Linked DNA regions of Capra hircus: region 2 is linked to region 1. The links are chromatin contacts, called in public Hi-C maps. All regions are on one chromosome and are shown on one strand. The core of a region is the stretch at or near the end of the contact, and the rest is flanking DNA. Distances in the headings are between cores, read along the strand shown. Region 1 has its middle 35 kb from the start of TMSB10. Region 2 has its middle 98 kb from the start of TMSB10.

Evidence for each region. A called contact is a pair of places that touch in the nucleus more often than the background predicts.
Region 2: a Hi-C map of blood shows a contact between it and region 1, with 2.8 times the contacts expected there. The contact joins two enhancer-like sites. A contact is called at or near these places in 4 of 5 Hi-C or Micro-C datasets (blood and liver).

The regions. Positions count from the first base shown.
Region 1 is chr11:49,640,329-49,645,170 of ARS1.2, forward strand. No RefSeq gene overlaps it. Among named protein-coding and RNA genes, the nearest start is that of TMSB10, 35 kb to the left of the region's middle. Within about 2 kb of position 3,578, at least 3 of the 5 cell types and tissues checked have an H3K27ac peak or open chromatin away from gene starts, as enhancers often do.
Region 2 is chr11:49,704,044-49,708,906 of ARS1.2, forward strand. No RefSeq gene overlaps it. Among named protein-coding and RNA genes, the nearest start is that of TMSB10, 98 kb to the left of the region's middle. Within about 2 kb of position 3,353, at least 1 of the 5 cell types and tissues checked has an H3K27ac peak or open chromatin away from gene starts, as enhancers often do.

The sequences.
Region 1 (4,842 bases), core at 2,328-4,827:
AAACCTGTCATGTAGTAAGTGACTCAGGACTTAGACGGTTGGTATAGCCAGGCTAGGCAAAGGCACAGAGGTGCAGAGGAAGCCATGGCAAATCTTCTGTGTATCCTGAAAGCTTTGCTTTTGAGGAAAGATCTGATTTTGGGGAAAGAACAATAAGATATCCAGGGTATTATTTCCTCAGGTGATGTTTATGAAGGGACCAAGACTCACAGGTTGGTGTAAATTCAGGAAGCCATTGGTAGGAGCACAAAAGAATTTAAGAGTAGGTGGACAGAAGGAGGGTTGCTGGGGTATCAACTGTACTTGAAGAAGAAACAGAAAGCGTCAGGGAAAGACAAAATCGGGTCTCTGACAGTGGGATGTAAGTGGTATGGATCAAGAAAAATGTTCAAGTGAGGGAGTCGAACTAGATACAAAAACTTTCCGGAAAAAAAAAGCTTTCTGGAGAGGCAGAGAGCAGGCTACAGGGATCTTTAGCATCTCCTTCCTGACCATGAAAGGGAAGCAAGGAAGACCTTCAGCCCAGATGCCTTTAGAAGGTAAGTGAGGACCAGGCCATCCCCACCTGCTGGTCACCAGGTCAAAGGTAGTACCCTAGAGTGATGGGGGACAATGTATGTAGGGTAGATGTGATTCTGTGAACTTTTGAACACAGAATGACTTGTGGAATAAATCCTCTGTAAGGATGGGTCTTGGGCTTCCCAGGTGGCACTAGTGGTAAAGAGCCCACCTGCAGGAGACATGAAAAAAAAAAAAAAAAAAAAAAAAGATGTGGGTTTGATCCTTGGGTTGGGAAGATCCCTGGAGGAGGGCATGGCAACCCACTCCAATACTCTTGCCTGGAGAATCCCATGGACAGAGGAGCCTGGTGGCCTACAGTCCAAAGAGTCAGACATGACTGAAGCAACTTAGCATGCATTCAATGATGGGTCTAACAAAGGCAGGAAGTCCTACTAAAAAAGTGTTGAAACCAAACAAATTTATCTATATACCAGATGTTTCAAATTCAGTGTCTGACCATATCCTGGGCCATGAAACAAATCCCAGTAAATTTAAAATATTTTAAATTATACTTAGTTTGTTGGAAATCAACAACAACAAAATATCTAGGAAAAACCCATAACTTGGAAATTAAATAACATTCTGCTAAACTATGCATGATCAAAAAAAAAAACAACAAGGAAATTAGAAAGTATTCCCAACAGCATGGTAATGAAAATAAACCTTTTCAAAACCTGTGCGATGCAGCTAGAGTAGTGCTTCAAGGGAAATTGATAGCTGTAAATGATTATATTAGAAAAGGAGAAAGTTTAAAAGTCAATGATCTGGACTTCCTGGTGGTCCAGTGGCCAGGACTCTCTATACTCCCAATGCAGGGGACCCAGTTTCCATCCCTGGTCAGGGACCTAGATCCCACATGTTGCAACTAAGACTCTGAGCAGCCAAATAAATATTTTTAAAAAGTCAATGATCTAAGGTTCCACCTTAAGAAGTTATTAACAGAAAAAGAAGAGAAAAGTAAATCCAAAGTAAGTATAAGGAAGGACATAATAAAGGTAAGAGTAGAAATCAAAGGAATAGAGAAGAGACTTTTCTTTTCCAAAGAGACTGGGCTTCCCTGGTGGCTCAGATGTAAAGAATCTGCCTACAATGCAGGAGACCCAGGCTCGATCCCTGGATGGGGAAGATATTCTGGGGCAGGGGATGGCTACCCACTCCAGTATGTTTGCTTGGGAAATCCCGAGGACAGAGGAGCCTGTCTGGCTACAGTCCATGGGGTCACAAAGAGTCGCACTGGACAGAATGACTAAAACTTTCACTTTCACTCAGAAAAGAGACAAGAGGAAATTAACAAGCTCAATCATGTTTTCTGACACATTATTCCCCTCCCTCTTCCTTCTAGTCTCTGCACATTGGATGAGAATTCATTTGGAGTGGGGAAAAGTAAGAAATAATAAATTCCTTCCTTAGGGGTTCTTGATGCTTGTACCTCACAACCAGAGAGAACTTTTTTTGCCAGTAGGTGGCGGCGCTATCACCTTGAAAATTGGGACAGGCTGCCTTCTGGGTCGGCTTGGGGACCAAAAAATAGCCTGGGGCTGAAAGGAAGGCATCATTTCAAGACAGGAGAAGTCAATTCTAGAAAGTAAATCCTCACTTTTAGATCAGGGAAGTTAGAGATTATACACACACAAACACACACATGCACAATTCCTAAGCCGAAACCCCCGTGGAATCAAAGTTTGAAACACCTGTCCTTTAAAAGCTGGGTTTCTGGGGGACTCCCCTGGCGGTCCAGTGGTAAGGACTCCGGGCTTCTAATGTAGGGTGTTAGAGTTATATTCCTGGCTGAGGAACTAAGACAAAGGTTGCCACACGGGTGAGGCCATCCCCCAAACAAAACCAAACAGAGAACGCCAAAACAAGCCCCCTCCCCCGCTTAATTGGAAGTATTGTAGGTGGGAACCTGAGGCTAAGAAAACTCCTCTCATTGTGTGCAAATCAGGGCTACCCTCTCCTCGACCCCCATTCTAAATTTCCATCAGATTTCCCAAACGCACTTAGAGGACCGGGAATTAAAACAATTAAGATCCCCTGCCTATGAATGCGCCATTAAACGACACTAAGAAGTTAATCAAGCAGGAGTCTGGGCTGTCAAGGGAGGTGGAGTACCCTCAGGCCTTGGGTGGGAGGTGGGAAAGGCCAGTTGCTTTTATAATTTTTTTTTTCCCTCCAGGGCCCCTGCTGTTAAAAGCCCCTTGGGGAGTTTGGAGTGGAAAATTTGCAGACCTACTGTGTGCGCCTGCGTTCTTGCTAAGTCGCTCAGTCGCGTCCGACTCTTTGCGACCTCATGGAGTGTGGCCTGAACGGCCTCTGTCCATAGGATTCTCCAGGAGAATGCTGTGCCCTCCTCCAGGCGTTCTTTCCGAACCAGGGACTGAATCTGTGTCTCTGGCATCTCCTCCTTTACCACTAACGTCATCTGGGAAGCTCTGCGGAGGTGCTTTTCCTAAATTAATCATTTAATCTTTGCAGTAATCCTTTTTATTACCCCTCCAAATCCCTTAAGAAAGCACTTAATGGAGTGCTTGCTGGCTTTCGTGGTTCCGGGTTTTAAGTGAATGCACACACTGATATTCCCCTCTTTTACACACACACAAGACTTCCGCGCGATTCCCTTCGTTTAAATGAACTTGCCTTTAAAAACAGCCTTTCATTTATTTCTTTGGTCTATTTCTTTCCAACAAGAGTCACCCTCAGGATTGGCAGCAGGAACGTAGACAGGACAGGAGGCAGTACGATTTTCGTTCGAATTTAGAAGACAGTCCTGGAGTCTCACTTTTCCCTTCTATCCGGCTCACAAAGTGTCGGGCGGCCAGGACTAGTTTGGGCGGGAGAAGCCGGGCCAGAGCTCCCGAGACCGACTCCGCGCGGGGCTGGTGGGCCGCAGAGCGGTTGAGTGGGGTCGGGATTTAGCCCCTCGTGGCAGCCACCCGGCTCGCTCCAGCCCCGCCCAGAGGCGGCCGCGCCAACCCTGAAGGGAGCCGGCGAGAGGCTCCCCGGATCTCCAGTGCGCCACGGACGGCGCTCAGCGAGTCCGCAGCCTCTAGGTCGCCGACTAGTTGGGATGGGCAGCCACTGCTGAGTCCTTCCTTGCCTCTGCGTCCCGGGCCTCGGAGTCGCCGAGGGGAGGAGTCCCTGGAGCTGGTTCCTGCTGCGGACCCTCTGCCTCCGGCCAGTGAGCTCAGCCCCTCCGCGCCGAGAGCCCGCCTCTGCCAACTGTGAGCTCCAACCCCCAAACAAGGCGCGCAGTAGGCGCGGACGCTGCAGCCTCCTGGCACCTCCCGGGGGGTGGGATGGTTACCTCCCATCCTCGCCAAACTCCGCGCTCTCGGACCCCGATCCGACTCGGCAGGCCAGGCTCCCACCTGCCTTGGCGGTGCCTCCTAGCTCGCACTTCTCGCCGCGACCCCCGGTTCCCCTTTCCGGCGGGGGCGCAGCCTTCCGGCCACATGAGACTCTGTCCCACGGCCCAGCCGTTTGTCAACCGAAGGGTCTCGGGCCAGAACTCCTGAGTCTCGCCAGCCTGCTTCGCTGGAGATTCGGGCTCGAACCCGCGAAGACCCGGTGGGCCCGGAACTTGGGTTCATTTTCTTTGAAGTTTGAGCTGCCCGCTCTTCCCTAGAGTTTCATTTATGCTCTTACGGAATGGTAACAAGCCCGCAGCAATAGCTTGATTTAACCTTTGTCTATTCAGTGCCTGAATTAGGAGGGATTTGGAGCTTCCCTGATAGCTCAGTTGGTAAAGAATCCGCCCGCAATGCTGGAGACTCCGGTTCGATTCCTGGGTCAGGAAGATCCTCTGGAGAAGGGAAAGGGTATTCTGGCCTGGAGAATTCCATGGACAGTCCGTGGGGTTGCAAAGAGTCAAACACGACTGAGCACACTTTAACTTAGGAGGGATTTGGGAGAACTGGAGTAATCCCCCTAATTTACTGATATGGGAAACTGAGGCTCACAGAGGGACATTTGTGCTACACGTCACGGAGCGCTTTCCTGGATAGACCGGGTCTGACAAGCACTGTGCGCCTCGTTAGAACGCGTTTTGCGGTTAGGGGAACCTAGGTGAGAGAGGCCCAGTCACCTGCTCGGGGCCCCCCCCAGCCCTATTGGAGCAGAAGCCGAGCGGAAACCCCGTAGGTCTGGCGTCTCCGGCTCTGGACCTCTTTCGAGGAGAGCGCTCCCTTTTCATGATCAATTTTCTTACTCTCGAAATTTTCTGCCTTTCTAAAGTCCCTCTCTTATGAGCGGTGTGGAAGTTGAATTTTGCGAGTTTGCATC
Region 2 (4,863 bases), core at 2,103-4,602, 63 kb after region 1:
ATTTAATATTTTTCACTTGGGTTACAGGGAATGATACCACAGTCTGGAAAAAAAGCAGGCAGGGGGCTCCCAGAATGTGTCAATCTTTTTCTTTTTCTTGACAACATCTTGACTCTTTGGGCTGGGTGATATGATGCTCAAAATTAAGCAACTTCATTCATAACTCCGTTGTCCTTATTTCTCTTTATATTAACGGAGGTTTTCAATTTTATTAACGCCACACTACTACTGTAGGCTGACTTCACTGCTCAGGAGATTGACAGCTACTTCCTCTGGGGAAGGTTATCTACAAGAGAAAGTAGAGGATGGGGAAGCGGGTGAAGGCCCTTTTGGAGGAGTTCCCTTGACAAAGGCTTTGTCTTTGCCTTTGGAGCTGGTGAGTTGCAGGTTATCTCTGATCAGACTCAGGACTCTGCTGCTTCTGCCAAGGAGGGGATGTTGAGGAGGGCCTTGGTATGTGTGAGAGGAGTGACACCTTCTTTGACTTTTTTTAAATTAAACTTTTTATTTTCTACTGGAGTATAGCTGATTAACGATGTGATAGTTTCAGGTGGACGGCAAAAGAACTCAGCCATTTGTGTTGTGTTCTCAGTTATGTCCAACTCTTTGCAGCTCCGTGGGCTGTAGCCCGCCAGGCTCCTCTGCCCATGGGATTTTCCAGGCAAGAGTTCTAGAGTGAATTGCCAATTTCTACTCCAGGGGATCTTCCCAACACAGGGATCAAACCCTCATCTCTCCTGTCTCCTGCATTAGCAGGCAGACTCTTTACCACTAGCGCCCCCTGGGGCGCACCAACCGTACGTATACACGTATCTGTTCTCCAAACTCCCCTCCCGTCGAGGCTGCCACATAACATTAAGTAAGCAGAGTTCCATCTGCTATACAGTATGTCCTGGTTGATTATCTATTTTAAATATAGCAGTGTGCATTTGTCCATCCCAAACTCCCGAACTGTCCCTTTGATGGTGACTGTCCCTTTGCTGGATGAGCTGGTGCCTGTTACATTAGTTCTCTTTCCACGAGGGTTTCCTGATACACTCCCTGGCCGGAAAGGCATTTACCTGGCACTTAATCCCAACTTTTTCCTGGCACCTTTCTGTGTTTCAGCTTTCCCTTAAATTTTTCTTCTCTGTGCTACGTGACTGTGAGCCTCTCAAGCCTAAGGTACATCAGCTATTATTAACTATTAGTAGTGTACATGGAGATAGACTGGAAAAATTATTTCCTTTGTGGGAATATTGAAATATATTCCTGTATTTCTTGAGCGATTCTAACATACCTTGGCAGCTTCCAGAATTAAGGATGGAAATGCCGGAGGCTGGGTAATATGCAGAAGGAACATTTGCTTTCTTCTTTCAGTTCTTCCACTTGCTTCTTGAAATTGGACCCTTCACCCCATTTGGTTTTTTTTCTTACCAGGTGCAGCGACTGAAGAGAAGCGCTTCTGGAGCGGCAGAGTGAGTGATCGAGTGTCATCTCCTGGTCTCATGACCCTTAGCTTAATTATATCTGCAAACTACCTACCTGCCTTTTTTTTTTTTTTTTTGCCATGTAAGATTTCTCCCTGGTAGCTCAGTGGTAAAGAATCTGTCTGCCAATGCAGGAGACCCTGGTTCGATCCCTGGGTTGGGAAGATCCCCTGGAGAAGTGAATGGCTATCCACCCCAGTATTCTTGCCTGGAGAATTCCATGGACAGAGGGGCCTGGCGGGCTACAGCCTGTGGGGTTGCAGAATCGGACATGACCTAGTGATTAAAACAACAAGATATTTACAGGTTCTAGGGGTTATATAATCAGTTTACCACGACATCTGAAACTCAATTAATGTAGTATCTCATATTGATGGAATAAAGGACAAGAATGACAAGATCATCTCAAAAGGTGCAGAAAATGCATTTGACAAAATGGAATCTTTCAGATAAAATCACTCATCAGACTAGGAATGGAAGGGGACTTTATCAACCTGTTAAAAAAATTGTTATGAAAAACCCATAGTTGATATCATATTTAATGAAGAAGACTGAATCCCTCTAAGATTAGGAACAAGACACAGATGTCTGCTCTCACCACTTCTCTTTGACCTTGTGCTGAAGGTTGTAGCCTTCAGGGAAATTAGACAAGGACAAGAAATAAAAGCTATTCACATTGGAAAGGAGGAAGTGAAGCATCTTATTTTCAGAAGACATCATCTTAAGTATAGAAAATCCTAAGTAATACACACACACACACACACACACACACACACATACATAGAGAAACCTATTAAAACTATTAACTGAATTCAGGATATAAGATCAATACAAAAATTATTTGTATTTCTATACCCTAGCAATGAATAATGTGGAAATAAAGAAACCAGTTCCACTAGATTTGATATCTTACAATAACCTATAATGGTAAAGAACCAGAAAAAGAACCCATCTATGTACAACTGACTTGGAATTAATATTCTAAATTAACTATACTTCAATTTAAAAAAAAGGTTAAAAATAAAAGAAACCAGTTCCAGATGCAACAGCACAAAAAATCTTTAGGACTCAATTTAGTAATGAGCAAGATGCACAATAAAAACTAAAAACATTATTGGGAGGAATTAAAGAAGATCTAAATAAATAGAAAGACATCTCATGTTTGTGGCTTGGAAGACATAATACATAGTGTTAAGATGCAGTATTCCCCAAATTGAGCTTCACATTCAATGCAAGCCCTATCACAACCTCAGCCGATGAAAATGTTTTAAAATTAGTGGTAAGGGTTGCATACACTTTATGAATGTTCCCCAAATCCTGAAATCAATGAATTTTATGTTATGAATGTAATGTTCAAATAAAACTGTTTTAGAAAAAATAAAGAGTCAGATTTCTTCATCTTGTTTGTTGAAAAGTTCTACTTGAAACAAATGGCTTGGTAGCCCTGGGTGGGTCTGGGAGCGAGTTTCCTCCTCCTGAGTCCTGTATGCTGTAGTTGGATGGCAGGCTGTGCTGCACTGCCAGGTCAAGTTTGTCTCAATGAGCTGTCAACCATTGCTCTGCAGGCACCCTGACGAGGCTCAGGTCTCAAAGGTGTCCGTGGCTTGTCCCCTAGTTGGGTGGTGGAGGCTCTCTGTTAGGATTTGGAGCTGGGGACTCTATTCCAGGAGGCTTGCTAGGTCTGAGAGATGAAACAAAAGGGAGCTGGGTGCCCAAGGCTGCCTGCCTCTTTAGTGTGGGTTTCTGCCTCCCACTGCTGCTGACTTGGCTGTTTTAAGAGCTTCCCAGATGTCCAGTGCTGGGACGATGGGGTGCTGGGGGCAGGGACCAGGAGAGGCTTTGAGATGACATTGGCCTGCCGATGTGAGGAGGGCCGGCCGCCCCAGATGGAGACTGTACTGGACGGATGGCACAGGTGACACCGGGGCACCTGGGCTCGCCTGACTTTCAGGTGTGGTACTTCATACAGCTGCAGCTCTGGGTGGAGACCTCACAGTCCCTGGGCCCTCCGGCTATCAGGAGTGTCCTGGAAAGCCACCAGGGCTCAGCTGTCTTCATGGGGCGGCTTTCTCCCCTGCATGTGTCCATTTCTCCTGGTGCCTTGCTGAAGGCTGAGTTGATCAGAGGGAACCACAGAAATTCAGAAATTGCTCCCAAACTCTTCACCTTGCCAGTGTGAGATTTAAAAACCTGTGTGGTTAGCACGCTTTTCATTGTAAAGTGAGGATAAGCCCAAACTGAAAGCTCCAGAGGTTTAAAAGGAAGCAGCAGCTTTTGTCATGGGGACCTGCAGGTGAAAAGATGAGATGTGGCGCTTCTCTTTGGAGTAGGAGGAAATTGAAGTCAGGCAGTATAGTATATTGCATAATGATAACAATTGCTGATAGGGACTCTTCATTCACTGAACAATTACTGTTTTCATTCCTGTTTGGTTGAGAGTGTGGACGCTGGAGCCAGACCACCTGGGTCTGAGTTGCAATTTGCTTAATCTATCTGTGCCTCTTCCTCATCTGGATAATGGGGTTAATAATACACCTGCCTTATAGGATGGTTGGGGGGAGGCAGAATGTTGTGTAAAGCACCAAGAACAGTGCCGCACACCTTGTAATGCTCAGGAAATGTTAGTTGTTTTTATTGTTGTGGTTTCTCCTTGTTAGCATGGACTGGGTAATGGCTAGAGGGGCAGGGGGTGAGAGCCATCACTGCAGCACTCTGCAAGCTCAGTCCCCCTCCCCAAGTCTGGGCATACTCTGTTCATGAGCTTGCTCGCTTCTACACCGGGCCTTGCTAATGTTCTTTTCTTCTGAGTCCGTTGCATGCATGCATGCTCAGTCGCTCAGTCATGTCTGACTCTTTGTGACCCCATGGGCTGTAGCCATCCAGGCTCCCCTGTCCATGGGGTTTCCCAGGCAAGAATACTGGAGTGGGTTGCCATTTCCTCCTCCAGGGGATCTTCCCAACCCAGGAACTGAACCTGTGTCTCCAGTGTTGGCAGGCGGATTCTTTGCCACTGAGCCACCTGGGAAGCTCTGAATCAGTTGCCCCTCTTCAATCTTGGGTTCCTAGACTGTGGTTGGACCCAAGAATGCAGTAGAGCCCAGTACCTTGGCCTCTAATTACACCCTCAGGTTCCCCAGGTTCTAAGTTTCCTCTGCTTCTTATTGCAGTGGAGTCGGGACAAGGGAGAGTATGGACGGACCTTCATTTGTTTTCCTGGTCTCTGGCTCTTAAGTATTCTGTTGTCAGAATGGCAAAGACCCTGGGGCCAAGCTGCCTGGATTTAGGTTCTGCTTTGCTGCTGCTTTGTGTGTGAAGTCCTGAACCTGCTTTACCTGTTTTCCATTTCCAACTGGAGATAATAACAATCCATCTAAGCTTTTTTCTTGGATCAGAG